Linked DNA regions of Mus musculus: region 1 is linked to region 2. Evidence: chromatin contacts called from public promoter capture Hi-C data. All regions are on one chromosome and are shown on one strand. Each heading gives the region's core, a stretch centred on a gene start, on an enhancer-like site or on the middle of the called end of the contact. The rest is flanking DNA. Distances are from core to core; before and after follow the strand shown. Region 1 holds the start of Tyw3 (tRNA-yW synthesizing protein 3 homolog (S. cerevisiae)). Region 2 holds the start of Lhx8 (LIM homeobox protein 8).

Region 1 (2,700 bases), core at 198-2,697, 270 kb after region 2:
GCTATGTAGATATAGGGGAAGCATTATAGGACAGCTACTCCAGAAGCTGAGGCAGGAGGACCACAGGTTCCAGGAGTTCTTGGTCTATTAAATGTGTTCAAGATCAGTCTATGCAGCTTTGAAAGATCCTGTTTTAGAAGGTTTAAAAAAAAAAAAAAACAAAAGGTAGGGAGGAGGCTGGAAGTTTCACTCAGTGGTAGAGTGTTTGCTGAGCATGATCGAGACCCTAAGTTCGGTTCTCAGTACTCTGCCACTCCTAAATGAAGAACAGGAACAAGACAAAGACAAGTAACTAAAGAAAATAGTTCAATCTTGGCAGTTGGTTAAAATGAGGAAAGGATTGCAGGTTACAGAACAATATAAATTTGGATTTTCTAAAGTAAATTCTGCTTAAAAATGAAAATATATAAAATATATATCATATTCTATTATGATTATATTTTGTATAATCATAATTATAATATGTTTTCATTATAGATATTTTACACATAGTATATACATATATATTTATACATTTATAAATATATTATACATATATGTGTATGCATCCCTCATATGCATATACATATGAATGTGTTGTGAAACATGGCTTGGAGAAGAGACAACAGTGTTTTGGAGACTCGTCTGAATAAACCCAGGCAGGGCAGTTGTAGAAGAGGTGTGGGCAGCTAGCTTGTGAGCAAGAGTGTCCATGAACAGAACGGGAGTGGTGGAAGCAATATAAACATGAACAGACCTCGATAATCTGGGACTTCAGTACGTGAAGAACCAAGCGGAACCTAGCGACTTTTAACCAGCAATATGGGGCCAGGCACGATGAGAAATGTTGGAAATAAATTACCCTATTTCACGTGTTGTCTAGTTATCCTGTGTTGTGGGACAGGAAGAGGATGAGAGCGTGCAGCCAGGGGCTTTGACCATGTATCTACAGTACTGTTTCATTTAGAGCTAAAATGCCCAGGGCTGTAATAATGACACCGGCCACCAGGGGGCAGCGACCCCTTAACCTTCGGGCGCCCATCTCATAGCGACAGTGATTGGGTTAGCGCGGCTCGAGGGCGAGCGTGACCGAAGGGACTTGGAGACTCGAGCTCCTCCAGCGCTCTGTAAATCCAATCCCCAGCCTTCGCCACTTAAGCTAGCTCCACCATCACCCGGAGGACGCATTAGCATTGCACAGCCTCCCCCGGCCCGGGCCTCACCCCGTCCAGAAGGAGGATGCGCCCTGCGCAGGAGCTGGTGGTGAAAAACTCTTCCCGCGAGTTCAGGAGCTCCACCACCTCCACCGCGTCCTCGTCCACACTGCCCTTGCGGCTAAGGTCCGCCTTGCTCAGACTCTGCGCCTTCCACCGGCCGAACTCCGCGCTACGGTCCATGAGCGAGCGAGCGAGCTGGGGTCGGCTTTCTGCTCTGGAATGCGCCTTCTTCTCCATGGGCGCAGCCATATTGCCGCCACGGTGGCCGGAGAGGACCAAAGTTCCCCATTGGCGCAACCAGGAGCAAGACGTGCGCCGCCAGACCGTACAGGCGTAAACCGAGAGGGGGAGCCTAGCGAAGTTAGGGAAAGCCAGCCCACCTCTTTCCCCACAGACCTTCTGGAGCTTAGGAGGTTTTGTTTCCTACTCTAGAGGAGGGTAAGTCACCCAGGACCGCAAGCAAGGTCCTACTCTTGTCTGCCGGGAGGCTTTTTTTTTTTTTTTTTTCTTTCTTTCAAGTTCTAGGCTCCAGGAGATCTATCTGCACTGGAGAACTGCACAGCAGGCGGCCGGTGGTTCCGACTGGGGTAGCTGCCTACTGATGCCTGGGGATTTCTGCCGCCACCCAGGCACTCGCGCCCCAACTCCGGGTTCACAACTTCCCAGGTGCAGGTAGAGGAGGTCTGTGTTCTGTCCTCCGGTGTGTATGCAGTGGGCGTTGTTATTCCTATTTTTAGACATAGTGGCACCCACCTACAGTAGTCTTCAAAAGAAAGAAGAGAGACCTAGAGAGAGTCAGAGACAGAGGGACACAGAGAGGGACAGAGTTAGAAAAACCTAATACATTGTTAACTACATCTTGCGCATTTACAGTTCCCAGAGTTCCTGCCTCAGTCTTGTGACCAGAAAAGACCTGTTAATGATTGAAAGTGCAGAGGCCACTGTGTGGACTTCGTGTCCACCTCGAGCCCCTGAAGCCACCATAACTCCCCGCTGGCTCCTGCCCTAGGAAATGCAGCTTGTAGCAAGCAGCATTCTGTCACACTGAAGCGGGGCCTGCCCTGTCCATGAGATGCTGCAGGGGTACAGAGTGATCAGTGTGAAAGCAAGACCGTGACAACATCATATAGCCAGAAGACTTGGACTGGATACTTTAATTTTCATCATTTATTCGTGTTTCCAAGTTAATAGTAAGCCACAAGCTTCCATGAGCCATTCTGGAACAGTGGCAGTACATTTTATAACTATGAGGCCTCTTTTTTAGTCTTCATTTAAAACTCTCTCTAGAAATCAATTTTATTTTATTTTGCTCTTTTTTCCACACCGTGTGTATTCCTGGTGCACTCAAAGGACAGAAGAGGGTATTAGATCTCCTGGGACTGGAGTTAGAATAGGTTTCGAGCCTGAGTCACCAAGTTGGTGCTGGAAAGCCAAATGAAGCCCTCAGCAAGAGGATAACAAGTGTTCCTTGCCGCTAGCCCTAACCTTGGCCCTCTGCACTTCA
Region 2 (2,700 bases), core at 35-2,534:
CAATGCGGGTCAGAATATTTTAGAGCACGCGGACGCGTCGCTCAAGTGTCCCCAATCCCTGGCTGCACTTTCAGTTTTGTTCTATAAACGAATGCAATCTCTCTGAGAAGTCTAGTTTAGGGCGAGTGGGTCCGCGGATTCCAGCAGCCCACACCCCTCGCTTTTGCGTCCCTTTGTCTCCTTTTCCTCTGTCTTCCGAAAGCTCCAGGTGAGCCAGCGGCCGCACGCCTGGGTAGCCCCGGCGCAGCTGCTCCCGGGCGCGTCTTCGTGGACAGAAAGCATCCAGACAGAAACGCTACCCGCAACCGTCAGACAAACACGAAGCCAGCACTACTCTGCCCATGTCCAGCCGATACCCCCACCCCGGCCCTGCTCTCCAACAGTTTAGGAACCGAGTTCCACCATAAAATGCGAGCACCCACGGGTCTTGCCTCCGGAGTAGGTGACAGCTTGCCAGGTCTCCCCGTTAGGCTCGCCTCGTACTGCGAAATTTGCCCTTTTGGTATTTCCAACGAAATCGTTCTTTTGTCCCTTTCTAAGAGCGGGCGGGCCCTGGAAGACTCAAGTCCCCAGGTCTGTCGCCGCCGGGTCTCAAGCCCCACATTCACCTTATCCGTGGCAAGAGCCAGCGTTCAGCAGAGCGCAGCCATTGGTATCTGGTGCCCTGAGACAAACACCTAGACCCCCGGCCCCTGCCCCAGACTGCCGCGAACAGCCCGTCACGTAGAATACAAGCAGGACTCACGTTGCCCCGTGAGCGTCTTAGGCTCCAGGTTTCGTCTCCCAAATTAGAGTGTCCATGCCTTAGGTTAAGTGAGCCCGTGGGGAGGGGACGGAGTGATTACTACCTAACGCTACTACGTAATAAAAAAAATTGTCAGGTCTGGAGACGAGGCAGTGACAGGTAGTTTCCCAGCCTGGTTTAGGGGCCGGACAACTCTCTTCTCTCAAGGAAACTCCTATTCAACAGATCCCGCCCGGTGTAGGCTCGCTTACCTTCTCGCGGGGAACCGCCAGCTCCGGCACTTCCTTTCCCTCCAGCTTACACACAAACATCTGATCGCTCTTCCAATACATGGCCCCGCAGGCGCTGCTCGTCACATACCAGCTCCAGAGGGTCAGAGGCTGTGGGTGTCCGCAGTGTCCCCTCCTCCGCCCCCAAAGGCCAAGGAAAGCTAACAGGCAGAACAGCGATGCCACCAGTGTGTCTTGTTCCAAAAAGGCCACAGTGACCGTAACCACTCTCTGACCCACTGTTCTTCCTCTCTCAGCCACACTAAGGCCTGTCCCTCCAGGAAAAGAGGGAAAGTTGTGTTTTCCAGAGGGTGGAACCTCGCAGAGAGGAGGGGGTGTGGGGGAAAAGTCTTTTCCTGAAGGGACAGCCTCACCTCCTTATGAAAAACCCGCCTTCTCTACATGTTAAGATCTTTATCTGCACCAGACAACTTACTCTGAGTTCAGTGTTAAAGGTGGGGGGGAATTGCGGATGTCCGTTAACTTGCCTTTTTTTTTTCTTTTTAAGAATAAGCTTTCTGCCTCTGAGTTGTCTTTAAATTCTCGCTCCCCAGCCAAAACCTAAACAAAGATTCGGGTTACAGCTCTTTCAGCGGCTCACGGAGGGAAAGCGGAGGTCTTCTGGATTCCCAAGTCTTAGGTCTCCCTAAATGCGCACCAATGGTTCTCTCTACATTTTCGAAAGGTTTTCCCGTTAAGATAATGAAGGGACAAACGAAGGACTAGATTTGATTCGCGACTAGATTTGAAATCAAGGATACAAGAAAAACGAAAGTATGTTACGATTTTTTTATTTTCTTTAATTCTAGACAAACGGTATGCCATAGATAGACTGCTGCGCACTCCACATTCCCGTGCTTAAGTGTGAACGTTTGAATGTGAGTAGGGTAGAGATAATTTTTATCTGAATTGGAAAGTGTGAGGTTTTTTGTTTGTTTGTTTATGAGGTCTCACTTTGTTTATAGAAGAAAAATTTTGTAAGAAGTTATTTTTTAATTACTTTTATTTATTTGTCCCTTTAGATAAGCAAAAGAGAAACGTTTGGAATTTAAGTGATATAAGAACATCCTGGAGTCAGTTTCTCAAGCCTTATAACAAAACCATGCTTTTGTTACCTTAGTTAGACAGAAATATATGTAGTGAAACACAAGGAAGAGCAATCTTACTCCCTTGTCTTATTTTAGCGGGAGAAGAAGAACCCAGACCAGCCATCAGGGGTAGTGGAGGGGCCAGCAGCAACTAATGCTGACCACACTTTCTCTGGACAAAATGAGCATTGGGGTGGGCAGGGATTAAAGGTTTTCTTTGATTGCCCCTTTCCTCCTTAAACACAGAGGACGTTTGAACATACGCCATCTCGGCTCTCCTTTTCAGCCATTACATACACTTTCATATTAGCACCCTCTGGCCGATGCCCATCAGGAGATCTCCATTAAATTTAGCGTGGAGTATGAGGGACCTGAGATTTAAGAATCGACTGTATTCTGGTAAAGCATAGAACGGTGGAGGTTTGGACCGACTGCCCGAAAAGCTAAATAGTGGTTGTTGTTGCTGCTGCTGCTTCTGTGGCTTCTGCTGCTGATTTTCGTCAAAAGCGAAAATCAGGAGTGGGTGAGGGAATCCACATAATAAAGTATTTTCCATACGATTCTGATCAGAGATGAGAGAGAGAGAGAGAGAGAGAGA

The links. Capture Hi-C pulls out chosen DNA fragments and counts their contacts.
Region 1: a contact with region 2 is called in a promoter capture Hi-C map of adipose tissue. The contact joins the promoter of Tyw3 here to the promoter of Lhx8 in region 2. A contact is called at or near these places in 9 of 39 promoter capture datasets (cranial neural crest, embryonic stem cells, frontonasal cranial neural crest and 4 more), 4 of 484 Hi-C or Micro-C datasets (embryonic stem cells, hematopoietic stem and progenitor cells and palatal mesenchyme), 12 of 115 datasets of contacts at active chromatin or transcription factors (craniofacial prominence, embryonic basal ganglia, embryonic forebrain and 4 more) and 3 of 9 other capture datasets (adipose tissue, liver and pancreatic islet).

The regions. Positions count from the first base shown.
Region 1 is chr3:154,595,651-154,598,350 of GRCm38.p6, forward strand. It overlaps Tyw3 (tRNA-yW synthesizing protein 3 homolog (S. cerevisiae)), which reads right to left and starts at 1,448. Exons shown (of 6, transcript NM_172474.5): 1 at 1,203-1,448. The coding sequence starts at 1,376. Cryz (crystallin, zeta) reads left to right here and starts at 1,061. Exons shown (of 9, transcript NM_009968.4): 1 at 1,061-1,634.
Region 2 is chr3:154,329,276-154,331,975 of GRCm38.p6, forward strand. Lhx8 (LIM homeobox protein 8) reads right to left here and starts at 1,285. Exons shown (of 9, transcript NM_010713.2): 1 at 997-1,285. The coding sequence starts at 1,077. AI606473 (expressed sequence AI606473) reads left to right here and starts at 1,546. Exons shown (of 3, transcript NR_040387.1): 1 at 1,546-1,788.